Linked DNA regions of Rattus norvegicus: region 1 is linked to region 2. The links are chromatin contacts, called in public Hi-C maps. All regions are on one chromosome and are shown on one strand. The core of a region is the stretch at or near the end of the contact, and the rest is flanking DNA. Distances in the headings are between cores, read along the strand shown.

Region 1 (4,333 bases), core at 941-3,440, 88 kb before region 2:
CTGGAAAGGAAGTCCTTGCAGACCGACTTAGGTAAACTGAGGTCATTCTGAAACAGGCTAGCCCCGCCCCGCTCTATCTGGTGTGACTGGTGTTTTTAAAGGGATCAGCAAGATGATTCCCTTGGTAAAGGTACTTGCCAAACACCCAAGTCCCGTGCCCAGGACCCACGTGGAAGGAGAGCACCAGCTACTTGCCGTCTTCTAACTTCCACACGCTCCATACACAAGTAAATAAATAGGTGTGTAAATAAATGTAGGGGTCAGAGGTGAAGGAGGGGGACATTCAGACACTGACACAGTTGTGGATGTAAACACAAACACTGGCACAAGGGAAATGCTACATTGAAGACAAAGGCAGGTCTCAGGGAAGCTTCCGAGAGCCAAGGAGAAAAGCCTGGAATGGGCCCCTCTCACAGAGTGAAAGGGAGGTGCACCAGGATTTAGTCGCTTCTAAAACTAGATACAACTTTCCAGAGCAGAGGTCACCCAGCTACAGTAACCCTGGCAAACTAATACAGAAACCCAAAAAGGACCTTGGAGTGATTAGAAAGTGTTATCAGCACCTAAGAAAACTCTCAGCTAAGATACATTCTTACAAGACCCCAGGATACCAAAGACAAAGAGAGACCTTTGTTTTTCTTAGTGAAGCAGGCTGGCCTAGACTTGCTATGTAACAGAGACTGGCCTTGAACTCTTGATCCTCCTGCCTCTACATTCACATGGGCTGGGGCGTGAGCCTCCACACTCAGCTGAGAAAATGTTTTTGAAATAAAATTATTCCCAAAAGAGCAATTAAACTGACAGCAAATGTTTTCTTCTGCCTCACTGAGGAACGCTAGATGACGGCAGAGGACAGTCTTCGCCGTGACGACCGAAAGACAACAGCCGCTCCAGAATTCCATATGTAGTGAAAAGAAATAGAACCGTGCGGTAGTCCTAAACAATTTATAAATGTAAGTCACTGGCTTAAAATCTTTCCTCAGAAAGAGCCCTGAGAGGGACTACACCAAGGCCCCAGCCCTGGCTGAGGAGCTGTGAGCAGCTAGCTGATGGTTTGCTGAAGGGGCAGTTACTTTTCTGGAGTTGGGTGGGGACGACACCTGATAGATGGCACAGTCTGCAGTGGGTGAGGTCACACTGTGCCCACATGGGCAACACTAATTGGACTCAGTGGATTAAAATAAATAAGGACATGAAGTTGGGGAGGGGAATGGATAGGGGGGACCCTGGGAGAAGGTGAAGGATGAGACGAGGGTAGATATTATCAAGATACAGAACATGCGTCTATGAACTTGTCAAAGAAATATAAGTTATTATTTTTTAAGAAGAGAGTTAAGCTAACATACATTCATGTAAAAGGTTTACCAGATACTAAATGTGAACAATTCCAGTCTTACCTAAACTACTTTTTATTGTAAAAAAAAAAAATGAGGCAAGAGGAGCAAGAATGTTTTCTAACTTTCTTTAGGGAGCACGGTTAGTTCAGGATCTAACCCAGGGCCTCATGCTCGACGACTAAGTTATACGCATGCCCAGCCCTCCGGTCCATTTTGTAAAAGCATAAATGACCTTAAGAGTCAGACCTTAGAATCTCATTAACCAACTGGAAGCTTACATACCAAATACCCTCACGAACATAGATGAGAGGAAAATTCCTTAAGATATCAATAAGCGAAATAAAAATCAAACTCCTATAAACAAGAACTATTGGAAAGTCCTCACAGTGGCTTTCTGAAAAACACATGGGAACACCCCAGGTCCCTGTCAACAGCTAACTGAGTCTTAGAAATTACAGCATATTAGTACAGTGGACTAGCTTTAGCACAGAACGTCAGTGGCTGGTACAAGCAATCATGCAAGCGCAGAACATTAATAAAGAGATCATGGGAGAAGACGTGGTCAGATGCTGTGTGGATAAGGTTTAAAGCACGCTAAATGAGATTAGGCTACTATGGAGAAAAACAGCACTAAACCACCCAGGGTGGCCTGTGGTGGGAGGAAGGACGGAGAAAAGACAGCTAGAGGCATCAGCGTTAACGCAATGCTCCTAACACCTGCTGAATAGGTCACCGCATTGTTTCATATACTCAACATTTAACATAAAAGCCTCTAAACAACTACTAGGAGGAGTCACAGCTCCTGGTCAGGGCTCTTCCTCCCTCACCCTCCAAATCTATTCACAGCACGGGACGAGGAATGTACAGCTCAGCATTCCACAGTGTACCAGGACTTCCTCCAAGTTCTCCTAAGCGCTGATTTCTAAAAGAAACATATGCCAAATAGAATCCGTTCATAATGCTCACCACACTGCCACACGAGGCAGCCGCCACACAATCTCTCACTCTGAGTGAGTTTCAGTCTTAACATGTCCTAACTACAAGTTTAAAAAAAAAAAAAATAGAAAACTATTCAAACTTTCCTACAGGCAATAATAATATAAAAAAATAAATCCATTGATTTTTGGAATATACCCAATCTTAATGGTGTAAGACTTTAAATGAACTCTTTCAATTCGTTGCTTGGTTAATTGTTTGTGTTATTGGTCTGATTGGTAAGCCTTAACTATTATAATGACATTGTTTTAGACCTTCATGCCAAGATAACTCTTTAGCTCAGCAGAAGTGGGAAAGAGTGGCTGCTGCCCCAGGAATGATACTGTTTGACAAGAAGTATTCAAATGTAATTCCCTGGCAAAGTGGCTTTAGGCACCAAGGCTTCAGAGGCCAAGAAACCCAAGCCTGTGCTGGGGAAATGACCTCGAATGCCCAAGCAGCACAGTTCGAGTATTCTAGCTTCTGGGGGAGACCTCCCTTCCCCTTCCAGCTCTCATGCTGCTTTGAGAACATGAATTTAATTAGAACCAAAAGCAGAAGCTTTATGAAGGCATGTCTGAGATCAATGATATCCACGGTGTTCCAGAGATGCGCACAGTAAGACATTTACATTTAAATTGTATAAAATCGGGTACAGTTACATCCTAACTCTATAACATTTAACCAGCATGCAATCTACACTTATCAAACACTTTATATTCCAGGTCTATGTAAGCTAAGTGATCTGGTCATATTTAACCAGTGGACAGAATAGCAAGGTCAGATCAAATAACACCACTAACCAAGAAACCCACACACTCCAAGTCTCTGAGGACCTTTGTGACTGTTCCAGACTGAGTCACTCACAGGGGGATAAAGGGAAGTATTTGCTATTATAGATTATTAACCACGCCATACAACACACACAAGCAAAACTCAGAGAGAGGGGGTCTGTGCAGAGAGAGCAAGTTTGAGGGATTTTTCTTTAAGAGCACCTCTCCTAAGCCAAGACACTGACATCCTATTTTTAGGAAAGAGTAGTTACCAAACACTTTGTGCCCTGCTTGTAATGGGTGCGTGTGTGTCTGTGTGTGTGTGTGTGTGTGTGTGTGTGTGTGTGTGTGTGTATGTGTGTGTCTGTGTCTGTGTCTGTGTCTGTGTTTTGGAGGTTCACAGCTGTGTGATTGCAAGTCAAAGCATTCAAAGTGCTATTTGTAAAAATTGTGTTTTGGCTGGAGAGATGGCTCAGTAGTTAAGAACACTGATTGATCTTCCAGAGGATCCAGGTTCAAATCCCAGCACCCACATGGCAGTTTATAACTGTAACCAAGATCTGACACCCTCACACAGACATACATGCAGGCAAAACACCAATGCACATAAAATTAAGGGGGGGGGGAAAGCCAGGAAGTGGTGGGCACACATCTTGAATCCTAGCACTTGGCTGGCAGAGGAAAGTGGATCTCTGTAGGTTCAAGGCCAGCCTGATCTATGTAATAAGTTCCAGGATAGTCAGGGCTACACAGAGACACCCTGTGTCAACACCCCCCACCAAAAGTTTTGTTTGATTGTTTTCTAATTTGGTTTCTCCCAATATTGTTTATTTGAAGTACACTGACCAAAAATGATTAGGCATAAGTTAGAATTTTCTAACTCCTGGATCTGTTTGTTTATAAACATGGCTGACACAAATTCACAAGTATGTCCTCATTGATTACCTAATAAAACTCACTCTGTATTTTCAGTTAGAATTGATTGGTGCCCAGACCAGACAGTCTCTCGAGCAATAAACTTGCCCTGTAGGTATCTCTAGACTGTGCGTAGACATTAAGTCAGTGAAAATAAACCCGAGATGTGCACCAAGAGTGCTGGAAAATGTAAAACACCATGCCGAAATAAACACAGCAAAGGGATTGGCTGCATCTCATTTGAATTGTAAAGTCTTTTTCTGTTCTGAAATCCAATTTAACTCAGCAACGTGTATTGAACACCTAAAAATGTGAAATGTCAAAATCAAATCT
Region 2 (4,065 bases), core at 984-3,483:
CTTTAAGTAAAATAACATCCATCTTTTCTCCCTTGTGCAGAGGGCCAAGACCACCACTGAGGGACAAGTGACTTCGTTTATCCCCTAACATTGATGACTCCCTGTCTTGAAGTGAGCAGAAGCAAGAATCTGGAAAAGCAATTATAGCCCTGCCTTTAATCTGCCTTCATATGGCATCCTTTAAAAATGTTTTGAAATGCTGTGACTGACAACAAGTATGGACTTAAGAAACAGATAAATGTATTCCTTTTAAACATCATCTCGTGGTCCAGAAAGGAGCATCAGGAAAATTTTAACTGTTTCTTCTAAAGAGTTACAGTAAAACTTGGAGCTTAATACATACTTTTTTAAATTCACCTTACATCCAGTTCACTGCCCCCATCCCAGTCATCCCCCTCCTGTAATTCTTTCCCACAACCCCCTCCCCCTTCTCCTCTGAGCAGGTGGAGGCCCCCCTGGGTATCCCCAACCCTGGCACATAAAGTCTCTTCGAGGCTAGGCACATCCTCTCCCACTGAAGCCAGACAAGGCAGCCCAGCTAGAAGAACTTATTCCCTGGATAGTTTTCGGAATAGTCCTCCTTCAGTTGTTCGGGACCCACATGGAAACCAAATTACACATCTGCTAGCTATGTGCAGAGAGGCCTAGGTCCAGACTGTGTATGCTCTTTGGCTGGTGGTTCAGTCTTGGAGAACCCTAAGGGTCCAGGTTAGTCTGTTGGTCTTCCTGTGGAGTTCCTATCCCCTTCATGGCCTCAATCCTTCCTCCTATTCTTCCATAAGAGTTCTCAAGTTCCATTCACTGTTTGGCTGTGGGTATCTGCATCTGCCTCAGTCAGATGCTGGGTGGAGCCTCTAAGAGGACAACCATGCCAAACTCCAGTTTGCAAGCATAACAATGTGTGGGCTGCCCACTGTCTCCCTATTTATTCTTTATAGTACTTCAAGCTCTAGCCAGAGCAATAAGGAGGTCAAGTGGATACAAATCGGAAAGGAAGACGTCAAAGTATCGATATATTCGGATGATATGATAGTATAAATAAATAAGTGACTCCCAAAATTCTTCCAGAGAACCCCTACAGCTGATAATTTTTGCAAAGTGACTGATACAAAATTAACTCAAAGAAATCAGTAGACCTCCTTTAATACATACTTTTAAAAGTACTTGGGGGGTTGGGGATTTAGCTCAGTGGTAGACCGCTTACCTAGCAAGTGCAAGGCCCTGAGTTTGGTCCCCAACTCCGGAAAAAAAGAAAAAAAGAAAGAAAGAAAGATAAAAGTACTTGGGAAACCAGGAGTGGGACACTAAATTCACAACTAGCGGAATGTCTGTGGCTGAGGGCAAGATTGGGGTGGGTGGGGTAAGAGCCAAATACAACCAAAGATAAGGAGTCACGACTTCCTGCAGTTTCTGTGCCGCAGAGTTTTGGTTTCTTCTGCCTGCTTCTCTTTACTGAACCATTCTGTATGCCAAGATCTCCTAAGAAGACGTTTCTCCCCATCTATAATTTTAACAACTGTTGCAAAACACGCCAAGCTTCCCCTTTCATTTTCCTCCCTCTGTGGGGAAGGAAGGGAACCATCCCACCTGAAAAGATAAAGATTTCGTCCTTTCTGCTTCTGATGAAATCGCCCTGCAATTGGTGTGAAGTTCGGGAGAAGGTGTGGCCTGCACTGCACTTTACAAAACTAGGCCAATATGACCCGGAGGGAAATTCTGATAGCCCAGGAACTCCCCACCACTACCACTAAGGAAATCTCAAAACTCGAGGGGATATCCCCAGTAACCTCTGAGGGTCACCTTTAGAAATTACTCAGAGCCAAGAACAAGCAAGCAAGAAATCTCCCCAGAAGCGAAAGAACTGATCCTGAGGCTAGAGGGATACAGGGTAAGAGGTGTGGGGGAATTGACAATGTCCTCTCCTGCCACCCTGAGAATACCTGCCTCTCAGTGCCTCCTGACGGGTCCAGCATCATCCTGTCCCCCCGCCGCGCTTGAAACAGGACACCGGTTTCCCTCCCGGAGGCGAGCGCACGTCTAGGAGCCCAACAGTAGCACCAGCTAGCCAGTGCTCCCTCAGAAAACCGGTGTGCAGGTGATCAAGCTAGCCCTGGCTCTACGCCACCCTGCCACCCTGGCCGCCGTACCTCGGATATAGGCGCACTTGCCCTCATCCAGTTGGCTGGAGGCTGAGCCGCCCATGGCCGCGGTGCTGCACCGGAGGCAGAGGACTGACACCAACTGCGCCTGCTGCTTGCAGCTGAAGGTGGATGTGACAGGGAACTGGCTCTGTAATTAAAGGGCCAACTTCCTTGAGAGGCGTCGCCGGCCCGGGCGCCTCCTCCAAGCCCGCGCCCTCGGAAGATGTGTGGGCTGGCCCGGGGGCTGTCTTCCCGCCCTCGCTGCGCCGTTGAGCCACGGGGGCTGTCCTAGGAGCTCCAGGGACAGCTCAGAGTAAAAGGGCTTTCCTCCTCCTCCTCGAGGCTGACTTTTCACCAGTTTCAGGACAGCCCAGACACATGGTGGAGGATTCTCTTCCAGGTGGCTGTAAACTTCCCCCAGCTGGACCGGTACAGTCCCACCAGCTGGAGGTCAGGATCCCATTTCTCTTCCTGTTTGCCAGCACCTGTCTACAGATCACCCCCACCCCTACTGCCATCCCCCGGAATTCCCTTGCAGGGAAGTGTAGGAACCATGGAGAGTCAAACCTTCTTATAACCAAGAAGTTTGATTTGGGAGAAGGGAAGTGAAGGTGAAGCAGAGAAGAGAAATAGAGAAGCTAGAGAAAGCACCAAGATACACTCTAAGGTCTGAACCTGCCTAAGACTCCAGGAAGTCTGTCCTGACACCTTGAGGTTCCAGTCGTCCTACCACACGGTTTCTAATAGGCAAGGACACTGTCTCTTCAGCTTGGCAACCCCAGGCACCAACAGCCTGGGCAGAGGGCTCACCCCGATTTCTTTCTGTATAGTGGCCAAGATTTTAACAATTCCTATCAACTTAGCCAGGCTTTTAAGTCCTCTTTAGAGGACTTTAGGGCTTCTCCCCACCTTCCTCTAAAGATAAGTCACCAGAACTTCCACAGAAATACTTCTCATAGCTTACACATTGAGTCTCTCACACTCTGCATACCAGTTCATCAATAAAATCCTCTCAATGTCCATCAAATTCTTACATTCTTCTCATTTCTCACATTGAGCCTTGCAACAGCCTAATCAGTCTCCAGGCTTCAAAGAAAAAGCCTCAGGGATGGAGGACTTCCCCCTCTCAATTACCAGAGTTCCTGTCCCTGCTCTCTAGGTTCCAGTCCCAGTGACACTCACTCCCCTGCGCCAAGGAGAACCACTTACCCACTTGCTCACTTTTACTCTCTGGCTGCCTCGTCCACTCAACTCTTACAGGCTAACATCTCTGTGCTTGTGAACAGAGTACTGGCATAGCAGTCCGGAAGCTCTGGGTTTGTTTCTCCACACCTCACAAGCAAGGTGTGTCAGTGCAATTCCAGCACTCTGGGGGGTGAATGCAGGAGGAGTGGGAGGCCACCTTGGGCTACATGAAACCCGAATCAAAAAGAAAAAAAGAAAAAAGAAAAGAAAGGAAAGGAAGGAAGAATGGAAGAAAAAAAGGAAAGCTAACATCTCAAAGAGACTTCTTTCAAATCCTTCCTAAACACCAGCCACCCAGCCATTTACTCCCAGGACTCAGGAGGCAGAGGCCGGCAGATCTCTGAGTTCAAGGCCAGCCTGGTCTACTACAGAATGGGTTCCAGGACAGCCAGGACTATACAGAGAAACAGTGTCTCAAAACAACAACAAATATACAAACAAACCGAACAAAAAAGTTTAAGTTTAAGGGCTGCACTCAGTAAAAACCGAGGTCTCAGTGAATACAGAGTGCTTCTGGGTAACCACTCAGTGGTTTATACTGCCCAGTGTCAGACTCCTCGTCAGTATTATAGCTGCTGGGGCTGGCGAGATGTAAGCAGTTCAGAGCACGGGTTACTCTTCCAGATGGCCCAGGTTTGATTCTCAGTCCCCACATGATAGCTCACAACCATTTGTAACT

Evidence for each region. A called contact is a pair of places that touch in the nucleus more often than the background predicts.
Region 1: a contact with region 2 is called in a Hi-C map of psoas muscle, with 2.4 times the contacts expected there. The contact joins the enhancer-like site here to the promoter of Niban1 in region 2. A contact is called at or near these places in 2 of 12 Hi-C or Micro-C datasets (Schwann cells and psoas muscle).

The regions. Positions count from the first base shown.
Region 1 is chr13:66,309,763-66,314,095 of GRCr8, reverse strand. The region is part of intron 5 of Niban1 (niban apoptosis regulator 1); the gene reads right to left. Among named protein-coding and RNA genes, the nearest start is that of Niban1, 88 kb to the right of the region's middle. Within about 2 kb of position 2,190, at least 7 of the 93 cell types and tissues checked have an H3K27ac peak or open chromatin away from gene starts, as enhancers often do.
Region 2 is chr13:66,222,387-66,226,451 of GRCr8, reverse strand. It overlaps Niban1 (niban apoptosis regulator 1), which reads right to left and starts at 2,233. Exons shown (of 14, transcript NM_022242.2): 1 at 2,148-2,233. The coding sequence starts at 2,202.